Regions from separate parts of the Sus scrofa genome. Here regions 2 and 3 are each linked to region 1. A link is a contact called in public Hi-C and HiChIP or PLAC-seq data. All regions are on one chromosome and are shown on one strand. The core of a region is the stretch at or near the end of the contact, and the rest is flanking DNA. Distances in the headings are between cores, read along the strand shown. Region 1 holds the start of CLIP2 (CAP-Gly domain-containing linker protein 2). Region 2 overlaps CLIP2 (CAP-Gly domain-containing linker protein 2). Region 3 overlaps EIF4H (eukaryotic translation initiation factor 4H).

Region 1 (2,912 bases), core at 388-2,887:
CTACAGCTGCCAGCCTACACCACAGCCACAGCAACATGGGATCCGAGCCGCGTCTGCAACCTACACCACAGCTCATGGCAACGCTGGATCCTTAACCCACTGAGCAAGGCCAGGGATCGAACCCGCATTTTCAGGGACACTAGTCGGATTTGTTACTGCTGAGCCACAGCAGGAACTCCCTAATTGCATTTTATAGGTGGGGAAACTAAGGCCCAGAGAGGACTGCCCATTAGCTAGTAGGCGACGGAGCTGGATTCTTACCACTGCACTTTGCTTCAGGTCTTATTTCTTAGTAGCAAGACCTTGCATCCCGGAGGCCTGGAACAATTCACCTCCGGTTTCCCGAACACAGCCCTCCCGCTCCTTTCCCATCCCATCGACCCCTCCTCCCGAAGCCCGCCCTCCGCTGGGCTCACTCCTCACCCTCCTCCCGCCTTGGTCTCCAGGTCTGGCTCCCCGCACTCACCGGGGGCCTCCTTAGGGCTGGTCCAGTGCCCAGCCTCTGTCATCAATCCCATGACCTGTTTGTTGGAGGCACCATCCCCACTTTATCCTTGGGGAAACTGAGTTCCAAGAGGTTAGCTCATTTCTCAAAGGTTCTGGATACCAGGGTTGTAGAGGGCTGGTTGGTGGCAATTTAGCAAATTCATCCATTCAACAAGTGTCGACCCTGGGCCAGGCACTTGGGCTGGGTGCCTTAAGGGCATAAAAACAACAGTTGGTGTACAGCCCGGGCCTCCCCCACCACACCCACAGGCCCATGCTCACGGGGGATGGAGGTGAAATTGAGATGGGCTTTGAAGGGGAAGGATGATTTGTCAAAAGAGAAAGGGGGGAACCATCTAGGGGAAAGGAACTGAGGTTAGCTTAGCCAGGGGGAGGGGGAGAACAAAGGCACAGCCGCCAAACACAGCCAGGCACATTGGGTGCTGGGATTCAGTTCCTTCCCATTCCTGGGCTGCCGCTTCGTCTCTGCCCCTGAGCTGTCCAGGGCGGGCAGGCGGATGGCTGTGTCAATCTTCCCAAATCGCTGGAGACAGCTTCTGCCCGGGGAGGAGGGTACAGGCTTCAGTCTGGATCCCGGGTACCACTTTTTCCAAACACGTGTCCGGAGCAAATCACCAAGACACTGGTGCCATTCGTCCCCACCCTTTCTGGCCTCCGGACAGCTCAGGAAGACCTGGAGTTCGCACCGCAGCGACGCTGTTCCCTCCTCATCCCTTCCTGTCCAGTTCAAACGTCACCTCCCCTGTGAAGCCTTCCCGGAAACTCCAGGAACCTCTCCTCCCTCTCCGCAGCTTCCAGAGCTTCCGCCTCCCCTGGTCTGAGACACCCCTGTGAGCAGAGCAAGGCTGGAGGATGTGTTTTCGCTAAACACGACTGAAGCCCCAATAGGTGCCCAGCGCCGAGGTGGGGGCTGGCGCGCTTCGGGCGCCGCGCGGTTGACCGCCCGCCGCTAGGAGCGGTGGACCAGCCTCGGCGGCGTTTTCCGCCCGCCCGCCCCCTTGCGGCGCCGCGCCGCGGCCCGAGAAACGCGAGGCCGCGCGATCGCTCGCCTGACCCCCGCCGCGCCAGGCCCCGCCCTCCCGCGCCCGCCCCAGCGCCGGCCCCTTTTGTTCCCTCCCGGAGCCGGGCCGCTCGCTCCGCTCCCGCTCAGCTCCGCTCGGCTCTGTCGCGGGGAGCGCAGGCGGCGTCCGGGGCTGCCTGGGTCAGCGCCTCCCGCCTTTCCGCCGCCGCCGCCGCTCGGCCCGCCCCACACGCGGCGCGAGGCCGGGGCCCGCCGCGCGAACGCGGAGTCTTCGGCGCCAGGAGGGGCTGCAGCCGGTGGGCAGCGGCGCGCCGGGAGGGGCCGCAGCATCCTCTGCCCCCGCGGCACCCGGGCCGGGAGAGGAGAGGGCCGGGCGCCCGGCCGCCCACTGCTCAGCCTGATGCTCGAGGGGCGAAGGTAGGAGCAGCCGGAGGGACCCCGAGGGAGGGGGCTCGCCGGGCAACAAAGGACCGGAGGATGGGGAGGCGGTGGCAGCCCGGGCCTGGTCCGAAGCGGGGTGGCCGGCCCGGAGGCGTTGTCGGGGCGTGGGAGAGGCCGAAGGGTCGGGGGCGGTGGGTGGGCGTGAGCGGGAGCTGGTCCTAGGGTGCACCCCCAACTTCCCTGTCGCCTGCAGGCGAGGAGGGGGCGTTGCTGGCGTTGGGGAACCCTTCTCTGGCTGCTGGTCCCCTCGGTGAAGGCATCACCCGCACGCTCTGTGCCCCCAGCGGGGGTTCGGCGCAAATGCTGAGGGGTTGCTTTCACCTGGCTCCCCTCTCCCAAGGGCAGCGCCGGGTGGCTGAACGTGCCATACGGCTCTGGGTTCCCAGGCGTGGGAGAGCCGATCCCAGTGGGCGCGGCCACTCGGTGCCCTTCTCCAGAGGGGTCTGGGGCGACACGAAGCCCCCGCCCCGCCGGTTGGGGTCGCCTGGCCGCCTGACCGATGCCCTTTGCGAAACTTGGTTAAAGTGCCTGGCAGAAGGAGCTAAGGGGGGACTGGGATGGGGCGGCTTCCCGCAGGGGTGGCCCCCCCCAAAGCTGGCGCTCGTGGCTGGTGAGGCAGCACATTTTCTGCCCTCCCCACAGGGAGGGGCCGTGGCCGCGCGCGCGGAGGATGCTTCACTTGGCCTCCAGGGCCCGCCCGTTGTTTGGGTCCTTCAGGCGGGGCTTGGGCAGGGCGGATGCCCACTGGGCACTGCCACGCAAGCTCCAGAGCCACCCTGGGAAGGATGGGCAAAAGGGACATTTTGGTTGGGGGGAGTCACACACCCAGCTGCGAATCCTCCAACCTCTGAGATGCCACCTTTCTCTTCCGGATGAAAAATGGGGGTCCGAGGTGAGGGGGCTGCCCTCACCCCTGTAAGATGCCCCAGCGACGAGTGGGGTG
Region 2 (2,870 bases), core at 64-2,563, 79 kb after region 1:
AAAAAAAAAAAAAACTCAGGCGTTCCCTGGTGGCTCAGCAGCTTAAGGATCTGACATTGTCCCTGCTGTGGCTCTGGTTACTTTTGTGGCACAGGTTTGATCCCTGGCCAGGGGACTTCCCCATGCTGCTCATGTGACCAAAACCAAAAAAACTTCAAAACCATTCTGAGAAAGGCTAAGTTCTCTTGACTGTCCCGTCCCTGAACCCTGCCCCCTGTGATCAGATGGTTCCAGGCCTCACGTTTCTTCTCTGGCCCCTCCTGGCACAGATGCTGAGAAGCGCTGTCCCTTGGGGTAGCTAGTCTGTGGGCACTTGGCACCTTGTGGGGCATGGGAACAGAGGGGCCCAGGCTGACTGCAGCTGTTCTGTGTACCCCCACCCTCCTCCAGGAGCCTGAATGAATTGCGGGTGTTGCTGCTGGAGGCCAATCGCCACTCCCCGGGGCCTGAAAGGGATCTGAGCCGTGAGGTCCATAAGGCCGAGTGGCGGATCAAGGAGCAGAAACTCAAGGATGACATCCGGGGCCTGCGGGAAAAGCTGACCGGGCTGGTACGTGGAGAAGGGGGCGGCCTGAGAATGATGGAACGCTGGAACGGGGCCAGGGCTACCTGCTGTCAGGCCATGGAGGCTGGTGACCTCCTGGAGCCACCCCAGGGACAGCCAAGTCACAGTGAGGGTTCATAGTCCTCTAGAACTGCAGGCAGAGTCAGTGACATGGCTATTGGGGGGCCATGGTGGCCCTTTTACAGACATCATGGCTGGCTGTGGGGCCGTCTGGGTGATGCAATGCAAAGGAAGACTTCCTAAGAATCTGGCCAGTCCAGAGGCAGCACCAGCTTCCGTCAGATGGTGAGCTTGCCGTCCAGGGAAGTAATCAACCAGTAATGATGATTCATGCATCAGTCTCTGGAAGGAGAGAGGAACAGGGGCCTGACTGAGTGGAGTTCTCAGAGGTAGGGCCGGGGTAGGTGAGTGGTACTGGTTGCACAGGATGAAACCATCCCCGTGGTCAGTGTTCAGGATAAGCCTGTGGCCAGTTCCTGGGCCTGGCCAACTCCAGGGTGTGGACAGGATAGGGTCCGGAAGGACAGGCCTGCTGTCAGGAGAAGCTGCTCCGAAGCTCCTCACTGCCCTCCCGCCCAGCAACGTGGGTCCAGCCACACAGGAGGAGATGGAAGGAGAAGAGAGGCCTCCCGGGCAGGAGGGGACACAAGACCTGCCTGCAGCCGTGGGAGCAGGCTTGCACTGGCAAGGTTAAGGGAGAAGGGGCGTCACTCTGCTGCTCCCAGATCCTGGGGACCACGGGTCCGGATGCGCTGTGACCTTCCAGGTCTGGCCACCAGGGGGCGGGGGTGAATACAGAACCCTCTGTGGGCCTCATGGTGCTGTGAATCTGGGTGTAACTCGGAAGCCTGGGGCTGTGGGGATTTGGGAGTCCTGATTCCGAGGCTTCCCCAGAACCATGTGGAAGGGGCAGAGCTGCCCTGGCTGTCTGTCTCCATGGGCCACAAGCCGGTCGAGTTTACGTGTGACTGGCTGCCCCTTCCCCCAGGGCGGCCTGTCCCATGTCCCTGGTGAACTGTCCCCAGCACCACGGAGAACCAGGGATGGGCTTGGTAGTAAGAAACCTCCTGAAGTGAGGAAGGTTTGGACAGAGAGGGCGGGTTGGGTAGAGGGTCAGAGCAGAGCAGAAGGACCTGGAAGCATCAGCCTAAGGGAGGCAGTTCAGGGAGGGTTTGTGCCAGAGCGAGGAGGCTGGTGAGCCAGGAGGCAGTGCATCTCTGGGTAGCATGGTGGCGGGGTCAGCTGTGGCACCCCTGGAAGGGAAGGTAACAGGTGTCCTGTGGGTGGAGGAAGGGTTCAGGGAATTAGGCTCTGGGTCTAGTGGGGAAGAGGAGGGACTCCCATGAGACAGCATGGAGGGAGTGGGGGGCAGGGAGGGAATGCAAGAAGGAAAGAGAGGTTTCAGGACACGGAGAATGTGAAGCATCTGATGGAAGCTGGGAATTCAGGGCAGGGGGGCAAGGAAGATGCTTCATCGAGGACCCTCAGGTGAGGGAGGGAGGCCCGCGGGCCCTGGTGATGCTCAGGCCTGGCCAGAGATGAGATGGGACAGAGGAGTTCCCTGCCTACAGGAGAGTCTGCGCTCTGGCAACGCGAACATGTGCGCGCACGCACACGCGTACACGCATACATGTGCACGTGCACGCTCTTCCCCTCCCCTGCCGCGTCCAGGACAAAGAGAAGTCCCTGTCGGATCAGAGGCGCTACTCCCTTATTGACCCGTCCTCATCCTCGGCGCCTGAGGTCCTGCGGCTGCAGCACCAGCTCATGAGCACGGAGGATGCGCTGCGCAACGCGCTGGACCAGGCTCAGCAGGTGGAGAGGCTCGTGGAGGCCATGAGGAGCTGCCCCGACAAGCCCCAGGTGAGCTGCATCTCACCCAGGTCCGCGGGGAGAGACCCAGCCCTGCCCCCAGGAGTCTCAGCCGAAGGGGTGCATGGCTTTATCCTGAGGAGCTCAGACCAAGGGCAGAGATGCGGCTTCGCCCAGAGAGCCTAGGTTTTCTGGGGTCTGGGGACCCCCATTCTGAAGCGCTCTGCTCGGTTTGGAGCCAGAGATGGTCCCGTCGGGAAGACCCCGCCATCTAGTGGACGAACCAGGAAATGCTGCCCGGTGAACCTCACGCAGCGTCTTGCCCGTGACTCTTACAGGCCGTCGGCAATTCCGGTTCTGCAAACGGCATCCACCAGCAAGACAAGGCCCACAAGCAAGAGGTAAGGGGCACGCTGGGCCCGGGGAGATTCTCTACCCTCCCATGACCCTCGCATGTAGGCACACTCCTCTGGAAAGGAAACTTTGAAAAGCC
Region 3 (3,138 bases), core at 583-3,082, 81 kb before region 1:
GACATTGAGGTTTAAATGGATTAATATGCACCCTAAAATTGAGGCCTCAGGGGAGTTCCCATCGTGACTCAGTGGTTAGCGAATCCGACTAGGAACCATGAGGTTGCGGGTTCAATGCCTGGCCTTGCTCAGTGGGTTAAGGATCCGGTGTTGCCGTGAGCTGTGGTGTAGGTTGCAGATGTGGTTCGGATCCCGTGTTGCTGTGGCTCTGGCGTAGGCAGGCAGCTACAGCTCCAATACGACCCCTAGTCTGGGAACCTCCATGTGCCGCCTGAGCGGCCCAAGAAGTGGCAGAAAGACCAGAAAAATAAATAAATAAATATAAGATAAAATAAAATTGAAGCGTCAGGGAGGCAGTACATGGAGTGGAGAGTGGTATTTACACGGTACTTGCTCCACAAACGCTAATAACTTTTTTTTTTTTTTTTTTGGCTTTTTTGGCTTTTCTAGGGCCGCTCCCGTGGTGTATGGAGGTTGCCAGGCTAGGGGTCGAATTGGAGCCGTAGCCACCAGCCTACGCCAGAGCCACAGCAACGTGGGATCCGAGCCGCATCTGCAACCTACACCACAGCTCACGGCAACGCCGGATCGTTAACCCACTGAGCAAGGCCAGGGATCGAACCCTCAACCTCATGGTTCCTAGTCAGATTCGTTAGCCGCTGAGCCACCCCGAGAACTCTGCTAATAACATTTCTGTTAGAGCATAGCATCTCTAATCAGACCGTAGCAAGACAGTTGTATTATGAATGTGTCAAACTTCAGCTTCAGGGCAGTAAGTGGACAGTCTGTTTCTGTGTGTGTCAGCACTGAGTATGAGGGAGGGCACTGGCTGAACTTCTCTCCTCCTACAAGGATAGGAGAGAACCATTACAGGAGGATGTTATATTTGGATTTGATTTTTCAGGGAAATGTATGTCGACATAGATTCTGTGTTTCTGTGGACATTTCTGTCATCCACAAGTAAGCACCTTTTTCATAGGTGATTTTTTTGGAATACACGTCATCATTTCGGAAGTAGTTGTATGCATTAGATAGGACTATTTCACCTGGGTGGTGTGGCTGAGTGGGAGATGTTTTCCTTGGCCCTCTGGGGCAGGAACAGGTGGTCAGACTTGAATCCTGTCTGTTTCCCTCCTAGGTCCCGTGGCAGTGCTGGTGGCCATGGTTCCCGTAGCCAGAAGGAGCTGCCCACAGAGCCCCCCTACACAGCCTATGTAGGAAATCTACCTTTTAATACGGTTCAGGGCGACATAGATGCTATCTTTAAGGATCTCAGCATAAGGAGTGTACGGCTAGTCAGAGACAAAGACACAGACAAATTTAAAGGTGAGTTTGGGGATTTTTTACTGTGCACTATTTTAGGCAGGGAAGGGTCTAAACCAAGAGGCTGTAATTGTGAAAGTGTTTCAAACATTTGCCTGATCCAGGCAGATAAAATAAGCTAGCCCTTTAACTCATAGGTCTTCAGTTCTGTTGCGGGTGGAGGGGACATGGTTTATACATAATCTAGCTTGTAGAATTAGGTAGCCTATAGCCAAGTAAATCTGGAGTTTGCCTGGCCTATATAGTAGCCTGTCTCTGCCAGAAAAGGAGTTACTGCACAATAAATGAATGGTTAAAACCCAGGACTTTTCAGGTGCATCGCACCTTGGCTGACACATGCATTTTCCTTGGTGGTGTTCCCATAATCTAGTTTATTATGGAGTCCAAAAGGGAACCTAGTGCACGTTGTCATTATACACTTGTGACTTCAGAGCCTGCGTGTGGGGAGGGGTTGACTCAAACTGCAGGTTAATCACGGGTAGAGAAGGGGTGAGAATGAGGAATCACATGGGCATTGTCATCGCTTGCAAGGCTTCCGGAACCAAAATGCCCTGTATTTCAGTGTGTGGTGCAAGATACAGGGCATTTGGTTTGCTTTATTACCCAGAAAGAAGTGTGTTCATGAAAAGTAGAGGGACTGGGGTGTACAAGAAGCATAGCTGCTGCTCATCAGAGTGGCTCTGTATATATTTTTGTCATTTTGAAAGCTTTCTGACTTAAGAACCTAAAGAAGGCCTTGTTATAGTAAGTGAGCAGACAGTGGAAACAAACATCAGTAAAGCTGGTAAAGGTAAGTCCCACTGCTGGGAAGCCTTAAGAACCAATTGTAAGGTAAAAATGTGTGGGTGAAGCTGCCTTTTGGGTTGGGTCGGTAGCAGCAGGTTTTAGAGTTTGTCTCATAGAAGGGCAGAGGTAGTTTCAGTAGCTCCAGGATGTGAGATGTGTGACTAGGCTGGTGTTGCCTCTTTGAACTTGGAAGTGGTTTTCTCACTTCCCTGAACAGTGAATGAATCCACTGAGGGGAATTGGCTTGATGGGGAGAGGGGAGCTCCACCTAAGTAGTATATTCCTTTTTTTTTTTTTTTTTTTTTTTTTTTTTTTTTTTTTTTTTGCTTTTCAGGGCCACAGCCATGGCATATGGAGGTTCCCGAGCTAGGGGTCAAATCGGAGCTGTACCTGCTGGCCTACCGTACAGCTTACAGCAATGCTGGATCCTTAACCCACTGAGCGAGGGCTGGGATCGAACTCACAACCTTATGGTTCCTAGCGGGATTCTTTTCCACTGCGCCATGACGGGAACTCCTATGCAGTATATTCTTTACATAAGCACATGGTGAACAAAAAAGTTTGGCCTCAGGCTTTTGAAGCACTTGCAGTTTAATGGGCTTTGAAGGTGAAGTGTCATCATCATACAGCATGGGGAGGGGTGGTAATAGAGGTGCAGTGAGCATACGGGGCAGAGGGAGTGTTTGACCCAGATGGCAAGGAAGGGGCATGGACACGAATGCTGAAGGTAGAAGGAAAGGCTTATTCCTTCAAGGTGAGAAAGAGGGCGGGGTTTCCTCTGTCTGGAGTTCTCTGCTTACAGGCCTCTGTCAGAATCTAGCATCAGGGACTCAGGTTGTCCGTAAAGCATGCTTGCATCTCCGTCCGCTCTCCTTAATTAATTGGCATCCCAAGGAAGATGCACTTGTTGCCAAGGGTATATGTTTTTTTATGCAGCTCCCTGAGTAGTGAGTATAGGTAGATTTAGCCTTTTCCTTCAAAGCATGTTTGGTATCGAATTTGCAGTCTGTGTCTTAAAGCCCCTCTTGG

What was found. A called contact is a pair of places that touch in the nucleus more often than the background predicts. HiChIP or PLAC-seq counts read pairs in DNA pulled down with a chosen protein or histone mark.
Region 2: a contact with region 1 is called in a Hi-C map of alveolar macrophages, with 1.9 times the contacts expected there. The contact joins the enhancer-like site here to the promoter of CLIP2 in region 1. A contact is called at or near these places in 1 of 5 promoter capture datasets (liver) and 6 of 47 Hi-C or Micro-C datasets (alveolar macrophages, brain, embryonic fibroblasts and 3 more).
Region 3: an H3K27ac HiChIP or PLAC-seq map of alveolar macrophages shows a contact between it and region 1. The contact joins the enhancer-like site here to the promoter of CLIP2 in region 1. A contact is called at or near these places in 1 of 5 promoter capture datasets (liver), 3 of 47 Hi-C or Micro-C datasets (blood, embryonic fibroblasts and heart right ventricle) and 2 of 2 datasets of contacts at active chromatin or transcription factors (alveolar macrophages and skeletal muscle).

Annotation. Positions count from the first base shown.
Region 1 is chr3:11,417,809-11,420,720 of Sscrofa11.1, forward strand. CLIP2 (CAP-Gly domain-containing linker protein 2) reads left to right here and starts at 1,638. Exons shown (of 16, transcript XM_021086342.1): 1 at 1,638-1,945.
Region 2 is chr3:11,497,063-11,499,932 of Sscrofa11.1, forward strand. CLIP2 (CAP-Gly domain-containing linker protein 2) reads left to right here. Exons shown (of 16, transcript XM_021086342.1): 13 at 391-550; 14 at 2,237-2,428; 15 at 2,716-2,778. Among named protein-coding and RNA genes, the nearest start is that of GTF2IRD1, 40 kb to the right of the region's middle. Within about 2 kb of position 1,314, at least 7 of the 83 cell types and tissues checked have an H3K27ac peak or open chromatin away from gene starts, as enhancers often do. A contact at or near this core is called in alveolar macrophages, where this site is marked.
Region 3 is chr3:11,336,484-11,339,621 of Sscrofa11.1, forward strand. EIF4H (eukaryotic translation initiation factor 4H) reads left to right here. Exons shown (of 6, transcript NM_001243448.1): 2 at 1,139-1,326. Among named protein-coding and RNA genes, the nearest start is that of LAT2, 16 kb to the right of the region's middle. Within about 2 kb of position 1,833, at least 1 of the 83 cell types and tissues checked has an H3K27ac peak or open chromatin away from gene starts, as enhancers often do. A contact at or near this core is called in alveolar macrophages, where this site is marked.